Regions from separate parts of the Mus musculus genome. Here region 1 is linked to region 2. The links are chromatin contacts, called in public HiCAR-type maps. All regions are on one chromosome and are shown on one strand. The core of a region is the stretch at or near the end of the contact, and the rest is flanking DNA. Distances in the headings are between cores, read along the strand shown. Region 1 holds the start of Rxrg (retinoid X receptor gamma). Region 2 has its middle 32 kb from the start of Lrrc52.

Region 1 (3,500 bases), core at 340-2,839, 99 kb after region 2:
CCTGTAGTACCCTGATTTGATTTACCTCTCTGGCCATCCATGCCCTACACTGTGTCAGGGGAAAACAACATCCTTTGTGAAACTCCTCAGTTCGTGTCCCGTGACATTGGCCCTTGTTACCTTCCTTACCACAACTTGAAGAACAGTTTGGCCCATACTGGAGAAGTCATACGAGTGTAGCTAACCCCTTTCTCTACCTTGAGGGTGTTTATAGAAATGGCATTATTAGAAACAAGGTGTGTGTGTGTGTGTGCGCACATGTGCGTGTGTGTTTGGCGTATGTATGTACACAAGGGTGCATACCCATACACACAAATGCAGAAGGCAGCAAAAGGATGCCAGGTGTCTTCCCGCTCTGTCCCAGTCTCCCTGTGAACCCAGAGCTCACCATTTCTTCTTCAGCTAGGCTGATGGCTAGCCAGTCCATCCATCAATCCTCCTGACTCCCCTCCCCTCCCCACTGCTGGGGTTGTAGGTACACGTGGCCACATTTGACTGTGTTCCATGGGGTGGGTGTGGGGTTCTGAACTCAGATCGAGAAACATGCCCATCAAACATTCTTAGTCGCTGAGCCATTTCCCCAGCCCCCTCTCTATGTCTTGAAATCTTAATGATACATGGATGGTCTGGAAAAACCAGGAGCATCTAGGGAAGGCATGACTAGTTGACATGATAGATCGTTCAGATGATCCAGTGACAAACTCCATAGGCGGCTGTTCTGTGGCTGAGATCCTGCACAAAGACGCGTCATCGAGAGGAAATCGGTTGTTGAATTGCTCTCTAGAGATGGGATGGGATGGGGTGGGATGGGAGTGAGTTCCCAACATTAAGGTGTTCAGGTATAGCCTGAGCGGTGCTTTCTCAGAGAATCTGAACAACAGACCCAAAAAATCAAAGGGTCTTACACTTTCCACTGTGAGTTGGTTGGCTCTAACCAAGGGAATCTCGGTGTCAGTGAGGATGCTGGGACCATCTTTGAGCAGATGGCACAATGATGCTGCTCAAGGTGAAGTTATTCCCCCAGTGAAACATCAGAGTGGGTACCACTCTGTGGAGGCAACATCCCCTTCCTACCTGTAGGTAAGGCTCCCTGTGAACCTGCTGTGTGAGCTTCAATTGTTAGAGTCCAGACCACTGTTGCTGGCCACCCAAGCAGGAGGGGCCCAATCCAAATCTAAAGGCTGCTCTATTTTAGTTTTTCCGTCTTTGGGCATCTAGTCTCATGCTTTTCTAATTTCGTGCCTTATGAAAGGGCTCTGTTCTCTCTTGGCCCCCAACCCCCGCCCCCTTTCACAGATCAAATAACAAGTGCACTGGACAGAGAGGAGCCAGAGTGAGAAAATGCATTTTAATAAAACCCCATTGATTTTTTTTTGTGGGTGCGAGTCAAGGAAAAGGCACCTAAAGAGTCTTTATCGCCTGCCATCTCCCCCTCCTTTTCTCCTGACCCACTAGGGCAGTCACACATCGATTGGTTCCCAGCTAATAGATTGTGCCACCCGGTAGGAACCTCTGGGGACTAGCGGGGAGCTGGAAGAGTCGCTCACAGCAGCCCAACCCAGAGTTAATCAAACTAGCAACAGGATCTCAGGCGCAGTGGTGGCGGCGGCGGCGGCGGCGGCAGCAGTAGCAACAGCAGCAGCGACGGCGGCGGCAAGAGGCAAGGAGAGGTAGCAGCGGCGGCAGCATTATGCGTGATTACTGACAGGCACCAGCTGCTGCGGCCGCCACAGCCTCTCAACACTATGTGGACTCTCGGATCTAGAGGCAGATTCCTGACTAATCCCAGAGGGCTGGCCCAGCCTGCGCTCTCCCGGCTGCTAGCAAGCGATGGCCACTCTTGTTAGCCCAAGTTGACGGAAGCCCGGCTGTGCCTGGGAGCCGAGAGAGAGAGAGAGAGAGAGAGAGAGAGAGAGAGAGAGAGAGAGAGAGGCTGTACTCTTCAGAAGCGCAGCAGAGGAATGAACTGAGCAGCCAACATGTATGGAAATTATTCCCACTTCATGAAGTTTCCCACCGGCTTTGGTGGTAAGGACCTCACTTGGGCTTCACCGTCTTGAGTGTGAACCTGTCCGGGAGAGGCCGGGGAGGAAACGGGATAAACGTAGCTTGGAATCGGAAGGCCAGCGTGCATGTTCATATGCATGTGTAGTGGGTACACGGCGCGTTTCGTGGGTGCTTGTCCATGCAGAAGACAGAATGGTCCCAAGGTGAAGGCATGTTTGCATATCAGAAGAAGGTCCTGGGATATTTATGAGAGTCTGAACCAGCGTGTTGGAAAGGGTTTGAAACAAAGCTTTGCTACAACCCCACATGTCTGTGTGGGTGTGAAAAGTGAGAGTGAGGGAAATTGCTAAGATGTACCTATTATTTAATTTAATTTGTAATGAGGGGGGAAAAGTGATGTAAAAGGTTTTGCTTGGGCAAAAAGTCCCGGAAATACTTTACAACAAGGGCAAGGTTGTTTTTACTTAAAAGCTCGTTTCTTTACAGTTGGATTTTCAGAAGGGAAACATAGCCCTTTAATTTGCCACACTGTTTCCTCCCTGCTTTCTTCCCTTTTGATTTGCTAATAACCTCTTCTCTCCTCCCCTGCTGCTGCCCCCAATTCCACAGCAAGGGTTGCTGTCTTCATTTCCGCCCTGGGGGTCGAGATCTAGGGCTGGGGGTAGGGAAGGCCAGGTTCTGAGAACCTACAAACTGTGGCTCCACATAGCCCAGCCAGGCAGGGGAGTCCCTCACTTCCCGCGGAAGCTTCAGGAGGCTGAGTTCACTCACTGGCTGCCTTCATGCCAGGGCATCTGTCCTTAAGGACCCCTCCCATCAGGGACAGGAGTAGCCCAGACACCCATCCACGTGTAAATGCAACCAGCAGCCAAACCAACTGACTTCTCATGTGTCTAGAGGTGGCATGGAGTTCGTGTTCTTGGGAACCAAAGTCAGAGACCATGCTCTATGGATTCTGGCAGACAGGATAGAGCAGATAGATTTGCAAGATCTTAAGAACTGAAGTCCCTGCTCTCTTGGCCTCCTCTGTGAACAGGCAGCCAATTTATCCCAAAGGCCTGGGAGGAAAGTTTGCCTTCTTGACTGGGCTGAGTCCTCTGTGAGGTACTGTGACACACTGCTGTCCCTTGTTTGGAGGCTTTGGGTGAGGGGGGTATCCCATTCCTTCAGGGGGCATCCAGTAACTCTTTGAGCCAAACAGGGGCCGGCCACCTGGAGACTGACTGTGAATGACACACTACCCTTTGCACGGGGGTAATCTCATTAAGTACACACAGTAATGCTGTACTGTGCACGGTGGAAGAAGCATTAGAAGATTGCTGATTGGTCCCAGGGGCAAGGGGACATGGGAGTTAGCACAAGGTAAAGCTCAAGTTATTTGGACTATTTTGATGGCGGAGAGTGGTGGCCAATAACATGGCCTGGCATGTGGCCTCAGCGATGCTGTCCTGGCCCATCTCAGGCCTCTTCAGGGCTGAGAACAGCTTTTCTCC
Region 2 (3,614 bases), core at 680-3,179:
GTCATTCTCTGGCTTTCACATGTCCATGCACATACATGTGCATACATGTATGTACTGCACACATGTATGCACTACACACACACACACACACACACACCCCACACACACTCACACAGGAAATGTATTTAATAAGGACGACAGAGGTCTAGAGCTTGCTGGAAGCCTGCGGCAGGAAGTCCAGCCTCTGAGAGATGGAAGCAGAGTGGGCAGCAGCTGTGGGTGAGAGATGAAATCAGAGTACTTTCTTTGCAGTTAGGAACTCCTTCTCTGTCACCTTTGAGGGAAGCAGGGAGATGAGCACAAAGATTACGCAGTGGGTGCACACTCCATCTGATGGGGAAATGGGCAACCCACAGACCAGAGGGATAGGCCCTGTTAGGGGTTAACACGGGGCTCTTAAAGAATAATTGGTGGTGGCTGAGTTATTGTTATACTGCACATTATCAACGTAAGTACACATTTCCTGTCCAGGACATGGATTTAATGGGGCCTCTTAAAAACCAGTAACCTAGGCAGGTTCTTTTTATTGAGAAGAAAAATGAAGATTATTTGTCTTGGCATTTGTCACAGGGTGTTGTCCCAGCCAGGCAAGCCTACCTGCCATTCCGTGAGTCTAGATAGACAATGGCTGCCTGTTCAGCTCTTTGTTTAGGAGGGTCTGTGAAAGCACAGCTACCGCCATTCTCACTCCCTGAGCTCTGCATCCTTTGGAGACTCCAGCCTGGCCACCTTCTCACCTTCTGGGGCTAGAGCCACCCTCACAGGCGTGCCAGCTCTCCCCTCTCCACCCCTTGCTCAACCCAAGTCCTTCCTCCACCTACCATTGTCTTTCTAATATCTTTGAGACTTACATTTTATACACATATGCTGTATTTAAGTCTACATCAAAATAACATATTCTCTTATAGCTTGGTTTTGTATTTATATTTGTTTATATCGTCTTATAGACTTGGTTTTGTATTTCCTTATGACCCAACCCTGCGGTTCTTAGGACAAATCTGGACCAAAGTCAGGGGGCTGAGGATTCTCAAAAAGATTTTTTTTTAAAGAAGCCTCCAGGTCTCCTCCAGGTAAATCGTGCGCCTTACGCTCTTTGTGATGCTAACAAGCTAGGAACAAAGGCGATGCTCATTAAGGCTAGGCTCCCTGACAGCACTCTCAGGGGAACAGGATGCTGCTGTGAGGGAGGATGGGGAGTGTCTGCTGTGCTCGCCCCTGGTACCGTGCCTGGTACCCATGGCTCCTGTGATGCAGGCTCAGTCGAAGATGGCTTCGTCACCTGCTCAGAGCCTAAGCGTGGGTGATGGTAGGGACCTTGATGGAGTGGTTTAAAGTAAATGAGAGGGGAGGAAAGGCTAGAGCCAGGAAGGAGGAAGAGGAAGAGGGCATCAAGGGGAGAGTGGGCTAAGTACTCAGAGAAGACTGACTGGAGGAGGTGGGGCTTGTCCTGAATTACAGTTTAGACCAGAAGGAGGGACGGATTCTGATGGCCACCCGGTCGGAGTCAGGAAATACAGAAGGAAACTTTTCTTAGAAAACATCATTTTACGTGGCAGAGACATTGGGAGATCAAGGAGATTTAATTACAACTCCCTTATGAGCGGGATGCAAAAAGGAGTGGGAGGCTCATGGAAACCTTCATTGCTGAGAAAAGTTAAGAGGAGGAATATGACAGAGGTAATGGGCCTGTATGTGTGTCATGTCTGATTTGTCACTTTTCTAGACAGGCATTCTGCCTCCTGCTTCCTTCTAGGTTAGAGGAGGGGGAAGATCCTTCAACTGTTAAGGTGAACACACCGTTCAGGATGCAGCAACGGGACCTGGAAAACACTTCCATTCCTTTTAGGGAAGAAAAGGTCCACCGTGAGTCACTTCGTTGCTAAGAATAATAATAACCATTTGTTCAGCAATAACAATGTGTGAGGTGCCCAAAAGAGCCCCTCGTCTGGCTAAATAATTCCTTCCTTCCTTTAGAAAATAGAAAACAGCTTGCCTAGTTTCTCTTCCAATTTATTCCTCTGGCTTTCCAGTCCTTGGGAAATTTAGGAAGATGCTTACTTCATAAGCCTTTGTAGACCAGCCCTTCTGTATTCAGAGACGATGTCATTGCGTGCATTAAGCCGGGTCCTTAAGATTAATGCAGTGTGCAGGAAAACGTAATAAATGATCCTGCATTAACAGCTTTTAGCTTGTCAAAGTGGCTGCATGCTGAATGCATCTGGGGAAAAAAATTGCAAATCACAACACAGAGCATTGCTAACAGATGCTAACACGGAGACGTGGTGGATGGAGGCCGGAACAGGACCCAGCCTCCTGTGCTGTCTACACGGGGAAGGGGACAGGATTTATGGCCGACAGCTCATGACTGTTTGGGTGAAGAAGTGTCTGAATGAACAAGCTGATAGTACAGACAAAAGATAATGGGAGCAGAAAAGACTCCATGCCCAGCAAGAATGATAGATTGTATCCAAGGTCCTGTCCAAATTAAACTTTGATTCGCTAACCCTCTGAAACATTTCACAGAGTATAATGTATCACAGGCTAAGGGATAATACATAGTCAGAATTATGTAGCTGTATGTCCCTTCCCACGTGTTAATAGTACAGTACTGTTCCGTTTGTGAGAGTGCAGCCTCACAGTCTACTAGTTATCTGCTGTAAAAATCATGCTACACAGCAACCACAGAACCTCAGTGGCACACAGCAGTGCATACTTATTGCTCCTATGCTCAGAGGTCTGCTTAGGTAGCTTTGCTGATCTTAGTGAGGGCTGATTACATATCTGGGGGTGGAATGGCCATCAGTTACTCTAGGGTAGCATTGACTGAGCTGGCCCAGGTGACACAGCTCATCCACATGTCCTTTTATCTTCCACAAAGTGAAGACAGACATGACCTCAAGGTGAAGACGAGTCAGGAGAGATCAACTAGAGACACGCAAGACTCCCATCCTAGCAAAACCAAGCCCCACAGCTACAGCCAGCATCGAGGTGTGGGAAAATGCACCCCGTGCCTTTTGCTAAAGGAATTGCAGCTGGGAATGGAGAAGAGGGGAAGAAATAACTGGCTCAGCCACAGGAATCTACCACACTGGCTGCTCATTTAATCCTCATAGGGGAATCCTAAAGCAAACACCGATGCATGGGAAGCCTTCCTAAAGGGCCATGGTGTCAGTAGCCTTCCAGAGGTCAGAAAGAAGACTGACTGCTGACCTTCTTGTCACAAGTGTAAGGGACTTTCCATTGTGCCACATGGCTCTTAATTAAGAGCATGAGTCTCAAGAAGCTTGCCCGGGGGTTCCAAGAATGGTAGAGAGATGCACTGTAGGAAATACAGAAGCCTCTATGTACTCACGCTGACCCCATGCATAAAACTCCCTGCCATCCTAGGACACAGTCACATCTTACCAGTCTGAGTTCACGAGTGTAAAGGTTTACCTGCGCATTTAGTCTACTTGACAGGTACGAGAGCTGTTCTGACTGAGTGCCCTAACCTTAGTGATACAAAGCAATTAAAGCATCTTGTTCACATTAGCCCAAACTCAGGCATGTGGCAACGCTGAACAGGAGCCAGGAAAAGATAATGGAGCTGTGTGAAGAACGCCACCAGGCATTTA

Evidence for each region. HiCAR-type assays count read pairs that join an accessible place to other places.
Region 1: a HiCAR-type map of embryonic stem cells shows a contact between it and region 2, with 2.0 times the contacts expected there. The contact joins the promoter of Rxrg here to the enhancer-like site in region 2. A contact is called at or near these places in 7 of 39 promoter capture datasets (3T3-L1-derived adipocytes, the C10 cell line, the HPC-7 cell line and 4 more), 2 of 484 Hi-C or Micro-C datasets (embryonic stem cells and group 2 innate lymphoid cells), 1 of 115 datasets of contacts at active chromatin or transcription factors (embryonic stem cells) and 1 of 9 other capture datasets (adipose tissue).

What each region holds. Positions count from the first base shown.
Region 1 is chr1:167,596,773-167,600,272 of GRCm38.p6, forward strand. It overlaps Rxrg (retinoid X receptor gamma), which reads left to right and starts at 1,590. Exons shown (of 10, transcript NM_009107.3): 1 at 1,590-2,028. The coding sequence starts at 1,980.
Region 2 is chr1:167,497,037-167,500,650 of GRCm38.p6, forward strand. No RefSeq gene overlaps it. Among named protein-coding and RNA genes, the nearest start is that of Lrrc52, 32 kb to the left of the region's middle. Within about 2 kb of position 1,930, at least 26 of the 459 cell types and tissues checked have an H3K27ac peak or open chromatin away from gene starts, as enhancers often do. A contact at or near this core is called in embryonic stem cells and group 2 innate lymphoid cells, where this site is marked.